4 separate regions of the Sus scrofa genome follow, and all the other regions are linked to region 1. A link is a contact called in public Hi-C and HiChIP or PLAC-seq data. All regions are on one chromosome and are shown on one strand. Each heading gives the region's core, a stretch centred on a gene start, on an enhancer-like site or on the middle of the called end of the contact. The rest is flanking DNA. Distances are from core to core; before and after follow the strand shown.

Region 1 (3,640 bases), core at 303-2,802:
GGCAAGAGTCCGCCACAGGATTCGCCAGTCGCAGCCTCTCCCTGCCTTCAGGCCAATACGGGGGCCCCTCAGGCCCTCCGGGAGCGACCGGAGGATCAGGGGCGGGGCGCTCAAGGAGGGACACCACCTGCCAGGGTCCTCCCAGGCCTGGGCTTGCCTAAAACCTTCCACCGGGGCGAGGGTCTGCGTGCGCGCAATACGCGATGACAGAAGGGGAACGGGAAAGCGGGCTGGCCCCGGTGGATTCTGGGCACATTCCCAGGGCAGTTCCCTGCGGCCCCACCTTTCCAGGGCTGGGGACCGGGAACCCGGGGGTGCGGGGCTACCACCCCTCTCCGAGCTGCCAGGGGGGGCAGCAGGCCTGTTATGACAACCCACACGCCTTCGCGGCCCCGGCGGGTTCCCCGAAGGACCCCCGACACGCCGCCCCCGTCCTCCCGCCAGCAGAAGCGGTGGGACCACCCTCCCCGCGCCTGCCCTGCCCAAGAAAAAGAGCCCCCGATGCTGCGCCCTCACGGGGCGTGACAGCGGTGAGCAGCCGCGGGGACCCGGCGGACGCCGGCCGCTCCACTTGCCCGCGATGTAGTCAATCCTGCCCCCGTGGGCCTTTTTCAGGTGATTCGCCAACAGACTGATGGAGGCGCGGAAGGAGTCGGGGTCCTTCAGGAGAGGCGAGATATCCCTGGCACGCAAGGACGGGCTTGGTGACTCTCAAGCCCACGCGGAACCCCCCGCGCCCCGACAGCCCGGGCCGCGCAGCCCCACGTGGCCCGGCTGCCCGTACCTGAACAGCACGCCGGGGACGGGGAAGTCGGGGAAGCTGCGGATACGCCGCGCCACTAGCTGCAGCTCAGGATCCGCCATCGCCGCGTTCGCGCGTGTCCTGAGCACGAGCGGCGGGCCCGGCGGCTCCGCGCCTGCGCAGGAGGGGTGGGCGGAGCGCCAGGGGCGCGGCGGGGCGCGAGCTCCGCGATCCCGCGCCTGTGCGGAAGGAGCGGGGCTGGGCGCCACGGGGAGGGGCTGCGCCCGAGGGGCGGAGCCCGCCGGCCCCTGGAGGAAGTACCGTATTTCATCGAATCTCAGGTGCCAGCCTTTTTGAGACTCGAGCTAGTTTCCTCAGAGGCGTCTCCGCCCCAGGGACGTCTGCGCGGGCCCGGCCGGGCTCTCGGGGAAAGCCTCATCAGGTTTTGTCCGAGTCGAGGGCGCTTGCTCGCAGGTCTTTGGTGTGGTTACGGCCGGCACCCCAGGTTTCGGGCGGGCACCGGCTTTCCCTTCCCTCCCGGGTCTCGGCTCAGCGCCTGCAGCGTTCTGCGAGGGGGGCGCGCGCACGGGGCGGATTGGCGGGGAGGCGGGGCGCATTCCGGGCGCGTGTGCACACAGGGCACGGCCCGGGCCTTCCCCCAGGAGCGCGCCGAGTGCCTGGGGAACCGAGGAGGGGTTCAGAGCAGGAGAGCGGTGCGGAAGCCTGAGGGGAGGGCCCGAGGCGGTGAGCAGTTCGAAGGACCAATGGCCTGGGCAGGGGCGAGGGAGAAGTGGAAGCCCTTCCCAGACCTGCTGGACTCTTGGGAGAGCGGGGGAGCGGGGGAGTGGGGGGGATGCTTGGCCCGGCCCACTCCAGCCCCCACCATACCAGAGGCAACAACTGCCCCCAAAGCGCATCTCACTAAAAAGAAAACAAACCAGAGCTAAAATGCCTGTTCCTGTATTCTAGAACTGCTTTTTCAAAATTTCCCAAGTCTTAAAAACAGCAGAGTTGGCCTGACAACCTGCAGAATGGAAATATGGTCCCCAGGCTTTCAGGGTGGGGTGGCTGGAGTCTGCACAGACCTGCCCAGGCTCATCGTCAAGCTTTGCCACCCTGGGCTCAAGGGGAGGAGGGCAAGCAGGGCAGCTGTGAGGCACTGACAGGCCCAGAGTGTGCTGGCGTCAGGGGTGAGGTGGTGGCATCAGCTGTCCCCACCGGCCTCGGGAAGCCTTGGCTGCCGAGGATCCAGGTCAGGGAGGATCTTGGTCTGCTCCCCCGTCCATGTTCACAAACCCCCATCATGGGGGGTGGGGCCAGGGCACCCCCCCTGCATAATGGCAAGGGGTGACACAGGACTGGCACAGCTACCCTCCTTGACACCACGGACTGCTGGGGCAGCCAGAGCAAGTCACACGCTCTGGGCCCTGGATCGGTCCGGCCAGGAAGGCAGGTGGAGCAGAGGGGGAGCCTGTGAGACAGGCAGCATCTGGTTCAGGGGCTGATGGCGGCCAGAGGTGGCAGAATCAGGCAGCCTGAATCCGGCAGGCTGAGAGGGAGTGACTCTAGGGCCCGGGCTCGCGCAGGCATGGCCTTGCAGGTCCCGCTGCTGGCTGCAGGTGGCGCAGGCTGGCACTGGGCAGGGCAGAGGGCAGCCCTGGAGCCCAGAGGCCAGAGCCTCTGGCAGCTGCAGGTCTGGGGAGATCCCGGACGTGGCTTCAGCCCAGCAGGTGCTAGTGGGGCCAGGAGCATTTTTCCGGGACAGATTCCGGGGGCGTGAGGCACTTCCCCAGCTTTTCACAGCCCGGGGGCGCCCAGTTCTGGGGAATGAAAATTCAGAAAGAGAACATGCAGTTAATTTAAGCCCTTCTGGACTCAGCAGTTCCCATTCCTGCCCCACCTCCACAGCTGTGGGGTGCAAGCCAGCGGGCACCGCCTGGAAGCAACCCAGCGCCTGAGGCCGGCGCAGCAGCCAGCAGCCCGCTGTTAACGGCCGTCTGCTGCTGAACAGGAGGGGTGAGCAAGCTGCGCACAGCCTCGGCCTCCACGGCCGCTGTAGCAGAGAAGGAGCCAGGCTGCTGAGGCGCTGGCCCAGACTTCCCAAGGAAAACTCTGCAGGCTGGGCCCGGATGCCCAGGGAGAGACTGCTTGTTGTGTGAGGGCTCCCCAGCACCTTCCCGGGCACACCTGCTTTGTGTGGCGATGTTTTCCCCGCAACGAAAGGGAACTCTCATGCCCCCGGGGAGGAAGCCCTCGTGGTGTCGCCTCGTCCCCCCTACCCAGGTGTCCCCGTCCACAGTCATCCATAGAACGGTCCCCGGCCAGGCCCTCAGAGGCTCCTGTGTTACAGAATCGGAGCTTCGGAGCCGGCGAGAGCCATGGGTCACGCCCTCTCCTGCCCTGGATGGTGCCAGGTGGCCCTGGGGTCACGCAGGCCACCCTGCAGGGCCGGATGTAGATCAGGAAGCAGAGCAGAGGGGGGCAGCGAGGGCGCAGGAAGCGGGGCTGGCGTCACGGAGGGGGTCTGCTGCAGCCCTGGGAGCAGAGGACACCACCGGAGCCCTCGCCGGCTGCTCCGGATAAGCGAGCGGGGCTAAGCAGGACTCAAGCGGGGCAGGGGACCGGGGAGGCTTTGCGGCGCACACGCCCACTCGGGGCGGAGGCCGTGCGCCTCTCCAGGGGCAGCGCTCACTTCCGAGCCTGAGCCCAACCTACCGACTGGGGTCTTCCGCCCACTTGGGGAGGGGGCTCCGCTTTCCCGGCTCGGGGGCGGCCGGGCTGCGGCAGTTCCCGCCTTGCCCAGGAGGTGGCGGCAGCGCCCCTCCCGTCACTAAAACCCCTCCGATCTGTGAGCCACCAAGCGGCTCCGCGGGAGATGGCGGTCTGGGGTGGGGACAA
Region 2 (3,640 bases), core at 377-2,876, 240 kb after region 1:
GCAGGTCATCTGCCCAACTGTGTCCCCAAGAGGGGGGTGGTCATCCAGGGTCAGGGGGGTCCTGGCTCCCCACGAGGTTGGATGGGGAGCCCCTAGCGCCTTGGGCTCCAGCCACTCCTGCACCGCACCAAGGACCTGAGGGAGGTCAAAGGTGGGACCCTGGTGTTGGCCACCTGGTACGCAGGAGGGGGCACCAGAGCCCATCTGGAAAGTGGGCTTTGGGGGAGGGGCCTGGCCCTCATTAGCAAGGAAGGCCAACTGGCCCTTGCCGCCTGGGGTGGACCAGCACCAGATGGGACCTCGGGGCTCAGGGAAGCCATCCCTCCTCTGGGTCACAAGAGGAAACGGAGGAAATGGCCACAAAAGTGAAGGGAACGTGCTTCGTGGGGCCCAGAGATGGGACCGACTGCAGGCTGCCCTGGCCCAGGAAGCAGGGCCGTGGGGGGCCCTACCGGCCTGGGGACCACAGCCCTCCCCCAGCGGCCCCTTCCTGCCCTTGGGGCTCCCCTGTGACCAGCTTTCCCATGCCCCCGCAGACGCTCACACCCCGGAGGCTGTTGAGCGGGAGACAGGAGGCCAGGAGCAAGGCGGGGGAGGGGTGCCTGGGGTCAGCCCCTGGGACTCCGCCCAGCCCCCAGACCCCCTACTTCGCCTGCTGCACTGCGACCAGGGACGGAAACCCAAAGCTTCAGAGGGCTTCTCCACCCAGGGTCTGGCGTCCCTGACCTCAGAGGCAGGACAGTGGCTCCAGGGCCGCTCAGCCCCAGGATTTCAGATCCTGTGGCTGGAAGATCTGCAGAGCCTTCAGAGCAGTGAGTGCCAGCGTCACGCTGGAGCCCCCCACTGCCGCCCGCGGCAGCCTGGCCTCCGGCCAAGCAGGCCAAGGGCACAGATGGCGCAGCACCTGCTCAGCTGCCCCTCAACCTGGAGAGGAGGGCAGAGGCCCGTGACTGCTCCTCCCCAGCCCAGGCTCTCCTCGCCCTATGGGGCGGGGAAGGGGGGGGTGTCAGGGGTGCAGGGCCAGGAGAGAGACCCTCGCTCCCCTTCGCCAAGTAGTCACCAACCCAATAATGGCCCATCCCGCAGTAGGAAGACCTTCTGGGTGAAGGGCAGGCCGGGCACCAGCCAGGGCTGCCCTGTCCTTCCTGTGTGTTAGCCCCGTGGGTCAGCAGTCGACAAGCAGCCCTGGGGGCTGCACTCCAGCGCGCGCGGGGGGGGGGGGGGAAGACCGTGACCACACACAGCAAATGTGATCCGAGCCCTCAGGGAGGCGAGCGGCTGGCCTTAGGGACAGTCGGAGAAGCAGTTCTGGTGAGGGCGCGGCCAGTGCAAAGGCCCTGAGACAGGAGCCTGCCTGGTGCTCAGACAGAGGGACTCCACTCTGGTCCCTAATTCAGCCCCACCACCGCTGCCTTTCTGCCCGCCTCCGCCGCTCCACGGCCTGACCCTGGAGCCAGGCATCCAGCTTGGGTCACTGCCTGACCCCTGCTCTGCCCCACACGTGGGGAACACTATGTGCTGTCACTCAGCCCCACGCCCCGCCCCCGCGCCCGGGCTGTCGCTCGGCCCCCTGGCCCGCCCCGCCCACCACGTGCCGTCACTCAGGCCCCCAAGTCCCGCCCCGCGCACGTGCCGTCGCTCAGCCCCCTGGCCCGCCCCGCCCACCACGTGCCCTCACTTAGTTCCCAGGCCCCGCCTGGCCCCGCCCAGCCTCGCCCCCGCACACGTGTTATCACTCGCTCGGCCCCGCCCGCCGCACACTTGTGCTGTCACTCAGCCGGGTCCCGTCCAGCAATAGGCGCCGCTCCCGCCGGCCGGCCGGACACTCGGCCGGACCCCCACCGCCGACCCATGGACGCCGCGCTTCTCCTCGCCCTCGGGCTGCTGGCCCAGGTAAGGCTCCGGCGCCGCTCGAGGTCCCTGCCCCCGCACTGAAGCGGGCATCCCGGCGTCTGGGCCCAGTGGCCCTGGGCACTCTTGGGGGCCCGTGAGCTGAGGGGCCCGGGAGGGTCCTGGGCGGGGCAGCACGGTCAGGGTGCTCGCGCCACGTTCCCGGGGTGAGTGTAGCAGCCTCTGCTGGAGAGAACTCCGAGCCAAACGGGGGTGCCGCCCGCGGATCAGGTCTAGGGTATTCAGCCTTGGGGGGTGGCAGGGGGAGAAGGGAGCGCCGGAGCACCCCCAGCTGGAAAAGCCTGGAGGCCAGATTCCTAGGGACGCCATGAGCTGCTCCTCTCGAGTCTAGCTTCGGGTGGAGCCGGAGCCCCCACGGGTCCAGGCGGTAGGGCAGGTGCTGGCTCTTGGCTCCAGGAACCCCTTCTCCTTGGGAGCACCCTGTGTCCAGGAGACCCCAGTTCCAGCCCCCACAGGGCCACCCTCCACACATCCTAAGGAACCCCAACTTGCCCACCCCTCAGCTGGTCCACGCCACGCCGGCACAGGAGAGGTGGAAGGAGCAGGACCACCCAGCTCCCCACATGGCCACCCGCTGGGTGGAACCACCGATGCCTTAGGCTGCTGGGCAGGCGCCAGGACTCACCTGGGAGTGGGGCAGGCGGCCTCCTGCCCCAGCAGACCCAGCTGAGCCAGGGTCACCGCTGAGGGCCAGCCTGCGAGAACGGCCTCAGACCTCCCAGACTTGAGCAGATGTGTTGCCGTTCCAGCTCCAGACCCATGAGGCAGTGTGGACGCTGTGAGGGCCCCCAATCCCGGGCTCGCTGGCCAGCTCAGTTCTCAGCCCCTGGCAGGTGCTGGGGTGCCCACCAGCCGGCCCCTCCTGCACACGGCCCCACCACCCCAGCCATGCCAGCCCTGCCCTGGGGTCCTCTCACCGGCCCCAGTGGAGATGGCGCCTGCTGCTCCCAACTGGTCACTCAGCCGGCACGGCCTGGCCGCCACGCTCCACCTGAGCCCCTGAGCCCTCTGCTGGGTGCCCACCCAGGGCAGCAGGCCCTCTGGCAGCCCCACACTCACTCCAGAAGGCTCTGGCCTCCTCGCGTGACCCTACCTACTTGTTCCAGGAACAGGCTGACACCCACTCCTTTGGGTCTGGGGGTGTCATCCTTTCAGCAGGACCTGGGAGACTCCGTTGTGGGGGCAGGGGGAGCTCCTTCTCAGATTCCTCTCCCCTCTCCCAAGGCAACTGCAGAATGCACCCCCTCCCAGACAGCTGGAGACTGCAGGGATTCTGGTGGGGGTGGGGGGCCAGCCAAGGGCCTGGCCGCTCATGTTCCCACACTCGGTGTGGCTCAAATTAGCTCCGGTGTGAGGGGAGCGTCTCCGGGCCTCGCTGAAATATGTCCGTGACAGAACCTGGCCCAGCCCTCCCCCACCCAGCTCAGCTTTCAGACGTTTGTCCCCCCGTCCAGCTACATGGTCCTGTGACCGCCTCCTGGACTCTCCTCCCTCCACCTCTGGGAGCCCCCAAGGAGGCTGGTGCAGGCATAGCAGGACTCCTCGGTGGCCTCTGGGGTGGGGGCCTGTTGACCATCGCCTGTTTCGTAGCCGTGGACCAGCCTCATTCTTCCTCTGCCTGTGTCCCCCTAGATCTCAGCCAGGGGCCGAGCGTGTCTTTCAGAACTGGCCTCTGGGGGCCCCCTTTCCTGTGCCCACGGCATCCCAGCAGCTGGGCCCCTGGGGGCCT
Region 3 (3,640 bases), core at 769-3,268, 190 kb before region 1:
TGTACTCTGCGTTGCTGTGGCTGAGGAGTAGGCTGGCGGCTGCCCTTCCTATTCGATCCCTAGCCTGGGAACTTCCATATGCCGTGGGTGCAGCCCTAAAAAGCAAAAAAATAATTTAAAAAATTAAAAAGTGATAAAATAGGAGTTCCCATCGTGGTGCAGCAGAAAAGAATCCAACTAGGAACCCTGTTGAGGGTTCGATCCCTGGCCTCACTCAGTGGGTTAAGGATCTGGCGCTGCAGTGAGCTATGGTGAGGTCGCAGACTTGGCTCAGATCCCGTGTGGCCGTGACTGGGGCTGGCAGCTGTAACTCTGATTTGACTCTAGCCTGGGAACTTCCATATGCCATGGGTTCAACCCTAAAAAGCAAAAAAGCAAAAATAAATAAATAAATAAAAATTAAAAAATTCAACTGAGTAAATTTGAAGATCTAATTAGCTTTAGTCAACAATTTATGAATCTGGCAGCACCCCGTCTAGCATTTAGAAAGGCTTCTACAGGCTGTACAGGATGGAGGCTTTTATAGGTACAACGACATTAAAAGGCTGGATTACTTCAGGCCAGGTCACCCTCCTTTAGGGGGAGGCAAGGGGTCTTAGGCAGATTACTCCCTAGTGCTGACCAGAAAGCTCCAGACTAAAGGATTTAAATTTCCACTCCTGGGAGGGGCTGAAATTTCAATTAGATTAGTCATGAAGTCTGGTTAGGCTTAGCATAAGTGACTCCATTTTGGGGCTGTTGTTTTCATTTTTTTAATTTAAAAAAATTTTTTTTATTTTTTATTTTTTTGTCTTTTGTCTTTTTACGGCTACTCCCAAGGCATATGGAAATTCCCAGGCTAGGGGTCTAATCAGAGCTGTTTCTCTTTAAACAACATTGGGAATAGTTAAAAAGTTTAAGCTTTGACATTTAAACTCAGTATCTCAAAAATGATTGTTTTGTGTTGGATCAGTTATATTTGATAAAGCAATAGCTATTTAGTTACACAGAAATAGTTTCAAATGTTTCAGCTTTGACTTTTTTTTTTTTTTTAGGGCCACACCCTCAGGATGGAGGTTCCCAGGCTAGGGATCTAATCCGAGCTACAGCTGCCGCCTACGACACAGCCACAGCAAGCCAGATCCGAGCCGCGTCTGTGACCTGCACCACAGCTCACGGCAACACCGGATCGTAAACCCACTGAGCGAAGCCGGGGATCAAACCCCCAACCTCATGGTTCCTAGTCAGATTCATTTCCGCTGTGCCACCACGGGAACTCCTAGGCTTTGACATTTTAACTCGCTATCTCGAAAATGATCATTTTGTTTTGAACTGATTCTATCTAACGGAAGGGGGGATTTAATCCCCCCAAAACAGTTTAAAAAGTTTAATCTTCGTTATTTAAACTCATTTCCTGGAGTTCCCGTCGTGGTTCAGCAGAAAGGAATCTGACTAGCATTCCTGAGGAAGCAGGTTCGATCCCTGGCCTCGCTCAGTGGGTTAAGGATCTGGCACTGCAGTGAACTGTGCTACAGGTCGCAGACACGGCTCTGCCCCCTCGTTCCTGTGGCTGTGGTGTAGCCCGGCAGCTACAGTTCCGATTTGACCCCTAGACTGGGAACTTCCATAAGCCGCGGGTGCGCCCTGAAAAGATTAAAAATAAAATAAACTCATTTCCCTGAAAGGACTAACTTTGGATTGGGTGCGCAGCCCCCCTGCGCGGAAGCTCCCCACCCGGAAGGGGGCAGGTAAGTTCTTCGCCCCACCTCCCCGGGACCCATCTCCGCGCGCAGCTCGCACAGCGGGGCGGGAACCCGCCGGCGCTCACGCGTCACGTGACCCGGAGGCCCGGGAAGCTCTCCCAGCCGCACGACGGCCGGCGCGCGCGTCCTGAGACCCGCCCGGGAGGCGGGGCCTCGGCCGCGCCTGCGTCCTGTCGGGTTCAGGCGGGCGCGCGCCGCGGGGGCGGGGCTGCGAGGAGGCAGCTGCGCGGAGGCCGGAAGGAAGCGGGCGGAGGGCGGGGCAAGAGAGGTAAGCCCGCCCGGCCCGCAGGACAACCGTCGCGGCCTGATGACGTCGCACAATGGCCGGCCCCCGCGGGTAGTGGAGCCCGTTTGTTCCGCCCGCGTCGCGCCTCAAGCCGGAGCCTGTGAGGAGCGGAAGGGTCGAGGGACGACTTCCCCACGCCGCCCCGACCTCCGCGGAGCCGTGGCCCCCCCTCCCTGCTCTCGTAAGGTAAGTGGTGGCGCCACCACGGAGGCGGGGCGGGTAGAAGGAGGAGGCCGAGGCGGCCGGGCGGGGAGCGTGGCGGCGGCGCGGAGCGGAGGCCGGGGAGCCCCGCCGCCTCCGCCTCCGGGGAGCGCTCCAGGCTGCCCGCGGCCGAAGCGTGGTTCTCGAGCCCCAGGAAGAGGACGTTGACTCAGGCACGATCCTGCGCTCCTTTCGCTGCGAGCCGGCCGGGGACCCTGGAACCCTTTAGCCCGAGCGCACGGCGGCTGCCTCCGCGCCCGCCGTGGAGTTGATCTCCCGAAGCTGTCATTTCTCTTCCGGGACATCCGCGTGGCAGTGTTTGCCGCCTACAAAGACCGGGGGAGGGGGCGGCGGAAGGAGGCACGCAGGCTCACCCTCCGGACTGGGGATGGGCTCTTCAGGAGCTTTGAACTCTCTCGAGCCTCTTGGAACTTGCCCCCTCGGCTTCCCGGTGGCACAGGTTGGACCTATGCGCTGCGCCCCAAGATGCGCGCCACTCTTTGGAGTAAACTTCCTTTCCTTTGGTAAGGAGCCCAAAGGATGCCGGGTCATTGCTGGGGGGACGTCAGACTTTAAGACTTCCGGCTTTGCTCCTGCGAAAACTTCAAGTTTTCCTGAATTCTTACGACAGCTGAGTTGGCCAGGTAGAATGGTCGATTATCTTAAGTGAGCTGTTCAGCTCCATCTGTTAGAGTAGATCAGCCTTCGGATCTCTTTGGGGAGAATGGAAGGAGAGGGCTTTTGGGGGCACAGCAGTGGCTCTCTTGGTTTCTCATCTTCACGTTGCCTTTGGAGTGGTCCTTTCCCAGAGCGGAGATTGGGATTCTCAGGGTGAGTCTGGACCTGGGCTGATTCCCATTTCCCCAACAGGAAGTCTTTTCCTAGTGATTTTACAGTCTGAACACATGTGTGGAGCCCAGCCAGCTCTGAAACCATTCAGATGTGTCCCAGAGGTTAAAACCCCTCAGCCTCTCCAATTTGAGGTGGGAGATGGTGAAACATTTTATGAAAACTTTGTGGAATCGTTCCCGAGAGCAGAAGAGTTTTTGGGTTTGTTTTTTTTTTCCTTTTTCACTGATCATCTCGAGGTGAGTGAGTGCATCCTCCCTGAGGGGTCATTTGGGGTCAGGCTTGGTCAGGTTGGGGACAGTGTCTGTCACCAACCCACACATCCTTCCTTTGGATGTTTTAAGTCTATGAAGTTATGATTCTGCATTTTCTTTTTGTCTTTTTTTTTTTTTTGCTATTTCTTGGGCCGCTCCCGCGGCATATGGAGGTTCCCAGGCTAGGGGTCCAATCGGAGCTGTAGCCACTGGTCTACGCCAGAGCCACAGCAACTCGGGATCCGAGCCGCGTCTGCAACCTACACCACAGCTCACGGCAACGCTGGATCGTTAACCCGCTTAGCAAG
Region 4 (3,640 bases), core at 769-3,268, 180 kb after region 1:
TTTCCTTGTCCCCCACAAGCATGTAAGTGACAGGAGTGCGATGGCTCTCTTACCCCTCGCCCCCGTGCCTGCAACATGCCCGGGGACAGGTTGGCATCTGCACCAACACCCACCTGCCCATTGGGAGCTGTGGGGAGCCAGTAGCAAGATGGTAAGGATTCGTGTGGACGCTGATCAGGCCCCTTTTCCCATCCTGTGCCGGGTAGAAAGCAAACCCTGGGGGAGTTCCCGTCGTGGCACAGGGGAAATGAACCCGACTAGTGTCTGTGCCGTGAGCTGTGGTGTAGGTCGAAGATGCAGCTCAGATCTGGCATTGCTGTGGCTCTGATTCAACTTCCACGTGCCAAGAGTGCGGCCCTAAAAAACAAAAACAAAGCAAACCCTGGGGGCGAGGTGAGTGTACTGCGGAGAAGGCTCAGTGGTGGGCAGGGGCTGCCTGGAGGCGGAGGGGAGACTCGTCCACGTGGACATCCTTGAGGGGCTTCCCCGTGCCCTCCCCCTTCGCAAAGTACTTTATAGTCTAATGCCACTTATCGTCATCACAGGTTCGGACTGCCTTCTCCTTCCCAACCACCAGAGGCTCGACTTGGGGTTAATTCTCTTGATTTTTGCCTCCCTGTGTCCAAATAGTGTCACGGTCACCCTGTCCCTGTTTGTTCCTACGATGGACACCCCAGGCTTCCTCTCCTTCTCCACCCCCACCCGCTTCCTGGGCCCGAGTCCCTCCTGCCTCACAGAGGGTCTGCCTAGACGGGCTTAGATCAGCTTGAGGGCAGGGTCAGTGTCCGCATGTCAGCATGTAGGTGGAAACCCTTAGTTACCACATGTCTGCACCAAGCCTCCCGGAGCTACATGGTTCCCTCGCCTTTGCGGTTTTCCCAGGATTTTGTCATCACCTGCTTTTTCTTCATCAGTGTTCTAGGTACGTACCATTTTCTGTCCCCAAGCTCTCCCTCGATGGTTCAGAGCTCTTCTCCGAGCAGACACCCCAGATATTCCCCCTGTGCCATCTTCCTGAGAATGACTGCTCCCCTCTGTCAGGTGGGGGCCCCAGGAGTCCAGGATACTGGCGTCTGACCAGGGTCTGAGTGTCACCTGAGTCACCTGGCTGCTGTGCTGGGAACAGACCAGGAAGTGCGGCAGGTGCAAGCAGGACCTGGCAAGAGGCTATTTTAGCAACTGGGATGTGAAACCAGGGTCTCCTAGCCCCTCCCCTCTGCCCCTTGCCTTCTTAGTCCAAGATCAAGGGCAGCTGCCTGCTGTGTCCTCACATGGAGAAGGGGCCAGGGAGCCCTGCGGGGTCTCACCTTTAGGAACCCTGATCCCATTCAGCCCCCTCATGACCTGTCACCTCCCAGAGGCCCCTCTCCTAACACCATCACGTGGCGCGATTAGGGCTTCAACACACGAACTTGGGGGCACACAGAATTCAGAACACTGCAGGGAAGATGCGCGTTGACGGGCGGGGCACGTGCACGTGGGTGTCGCCTGGGCGGTTTAGGGTCGACACCCCCCCCCCACGCTTTTCCAGGCTGAGTCGCCGCCACTCGCTCCAACCTGGAAGCTCTGCGGACGTCCCTTTCTTTCTTTGGCCGTTTCCTCCCCGGTCTGGACTCTGTCCCTTCCTGTCTTTTTTCTTCCTGAGCGCTCGGCGGCCCAGGGGCGACCCCTCCCCCTCGTGCTCCCCGCGTCCTGCTGCTTCGGGGCGTTCGCAGCCCCTCTTCCCTCGCGTTGGGCCGCCGGTCCGGCTCTGGGGAAGAAGGACGGCGGGAAGGCGCCTAGTGGCTTTTCCCTCTAGGGAGCCCTCCGGTCCCGGTCCCGGTCCCGGCGATGGGCGCCGTGCCCCGCTCCGCCCAGCAGCGAGTTAGGGCCGTCGGCGCGCGTTCCCAGTCGTCTGCGGGCCGGAGCGCGCAGTGGCCGGCCCGCCGCGCTCGCCCCGCGACGCCGGGTCTGGAGCCGCGCGGGTCGGCCGGGCTGGGGAACGTTCGCGCCCGGAACCCGCGCCGCCGCGCCGCGCCGCGCCGGGGGGCGCGCTTGGGCAACGGACGCAGGGTGCGCGCTCCGCGTTCCGGTTCCGGTTCCGACCCGGCGAGGAGGAGGCGTGCGTGCCCGGCCGGCAGAGGTAGAGCCCGCGCGTCCCCCGCCCCGGCGCAGGGGCCGCGGCGCGGGGGTTCCTGCTGGCCCTGGAGAGCTGGCGCCTCTGAGCGCACCTGAGGCCCGCGGGTGTGGGAGGGTCCGCGTGCAGCCACGTTGCAGGGAATCTGGTCTGTCGAGTCTAAACCAGACCGCTTGGGGCCTCTTTGGGCAGCAGGAAGCCTCCTTGAAGTACCTTTACCCCCGGCCTCGCCCCCGTGGGCTTGCTCGTGCAGCGTTAGGTGCAGATGCCCAGCTCCTGTGGGCAGGTCTGTATGTAAACAAAGGCAGAATGTTAAGTCGGAGGTTTTGGGGAGGCCTTGTGAGCAGCCAACTTCCCGGAAAGACTAAAGAGGAGGTGATACTGAGTCGGGTTTTGAAGGATGAGTAGGAGTTTGCCGAAAGGAGAAAGGGGAACAGTGAAAGGTGGGAACAGGAAACACATGTTTGAAGCGTACAGGTGGGAGGGAGATGTGTGTCAGGGGCCTCGGCAGTTGGGAAGGGGCACCAGTGCTGGGCCCAGGAGCACAGACGCACCCAGTGGGCGTCAGGTGGCCTGCGGGAGGTTCTTGTGTGAAACGCGAGTCTAGCGACCTTTCCAATGCCTGCTATGCCCCCCCCCCCGGCCCAAGTCCCAGAACCACTGTTCAAAGCAGACAGCAGCTGTGGATTAAACGACAGGCCTAGGAGAGTCAGCTTCATCCTTCTGACGGCATCTTTAAAATAATGTTTTACCTCCTAATATGGATATGGGTTTAAGAATTTGTTTTTCCCTTTTGGTTGTTTGATTTGAATGCAGTGCTCATGAATGCAGTGTGAATGCCTGTCACTTAAAAACGTAACTTTGGAAACAACCCCAAACCGCAGGCTGAAACTAGTGTCCTGCCCAGAGGGAGAGTGCGGCCCCTTCCCCCAGCCCATACCTCCCCCGGGGGTGGGGGAGAGCGGGTGGCGCTGGTCCATCAGGTGCCGTTTTATTCATTTCGAAACCAGCCACCTTCGTTTGAATGCAAGTATCATTCTTATCAAGTAGTTTGCGTCTCCTGGCGAACATGGTGGTGAAGACGGCAGAGCCGCTTGCTTCCTCCTCTGCCGCGGGCTGGTTCCCACGGGCACCCTCTGCAGCCGGTCTTGTTATCATCCCTGCGCAGACTTGGAAACGAAGGCTTGGGCAGGAAGAACGGGGGGCTCTTTCAGTCTGCTGTGTTTGGACTCACAAACCTGTGCTCCTTCCCGCACCCTGGTTAGGCCGGCACAGCTGCCACCTTCCTGGCGTTGGGCACGCGTCCTGAGAGGGCTGTGTGGGGTCGGCGGTGTGACCCGAGATCCTGACGGTTAGTCTCCGTCTGGGCTCCGCCTCCTGGAGGAGTCTGAGCTCAGATGCGGCTTTCCCGGGAGGAGGCGCCCGTGCACCAGACTCTAGGTCTCCGTGCTCTGGGCTGCCACCGGCTTCGAGAAGCTGATGAATCAGGATGGGGAGGAGGGGGGATGGACAGCGATCTGGGGT

The links. Hi-C and Micro-C count contacts between places; a contact is called where the count stands out from the background. HiChIP or PLAC-seq counts read pairs in DNA pulled down with a chosen protein or histone mark.
Region 2: an H3K27ac HiChIP or PLAC-seq map of skeletal muscle shows a contact between it and region 1, with 10 times the contacts expected there. The contact joins the promoter of CDH15 here to the promoter of APRT in region 1. A contact is called at or near these places in 2 of 5 promoter capture datasets (fetal liver and skeletal muscle), 11 of 47 Hi-C or Micro-C datasets (embryonic fibroblasts, epiblast stem cells, fetal heart ventricle and 7 more) and 2 of 2 datasets of contacts at active chromatin or transcription factors (alveolar macrophages and skeletal muscle).
Region 3: a contact with region 1 is called in an H3K27ac HiChIP or PLAC-seq map of alveolar macrophages. The contact joins the promoter of ZC3H18 here to the promoter of APRT in region 1. A contact is called at or near these places in 1 of 47 Hi-C or Micro-C datasets (liver) and 1 of 2 datasets of contacts at active chromatin or transcription factors (alveolar macrophages).
Region 4: a Hi-C map of mesenteric adipose tissue shows a contact between it and region 1, with 1.9 times the contacts expected there. The contact joins the promoter of ACSF3 here to the promoter of APRT in region 1. A contact is called at or near these places in 2 of 5 promoter capture datasets (fetal skeletal muscle and liver), 3 of 47 Hi-C or Micro-C datasets (embryonic fibroblasts, heart right ventricle and mesenteric adipose tissue) and 1 of 2 datasets of contacts at active chromatin or transcription factors (alveolar macrophages).

The regions. Positions count from the first base shown.
Region 1 is chr6:888,184-891,823 of Sscrofa11.1, reverse strand. APRT (adenine phosphoribosyltransferase) reads right to left here and starts at 1,552. Exons shown (of 4, transcript XR_002344435.1): 1 at 785-1,552; 2 at 1-682. GALNS (galactosamine (N-acetyl)-6-sulfate sulfatase) reads right to left here. Exons shown (of 14, transcript NM_213955.1): 14 at 1,687-2,562. The coding sequence ends at 2,476.
Region 2 is chr6:650,246-653,885 of Sscrofa11.1, reverse strand. It overlaps CDH15 (cadherin-15), which reads left to right and starts at 1,626. Exons shown (of 14, transcript XM_021093622.1): 1 at 1,626-1,893. The coding sequence starts at 1,852.
Region 3 is chr6:1,079,919-1,083,558 of Sscrofa11.1, reverse strand. It overlaps ZC3H18 (zinc finger CCCH domain-containing protein 18), which reads left to right and starts at 2,018. Exons shown (of 18, transcript XM_021093665.1): 1 at 2,018-2,214.
Region 4 is chr6:707,178-710,817 of Sscrofa11.1, reverse strand. It overlaps ACSF3 (acyl-CoA synthetase family member 3, mitochondrial), which reads left to right and starts at 2,018. Exons shown (of 11, transcript XM_021093626.1): 1 at 2,018-2,122.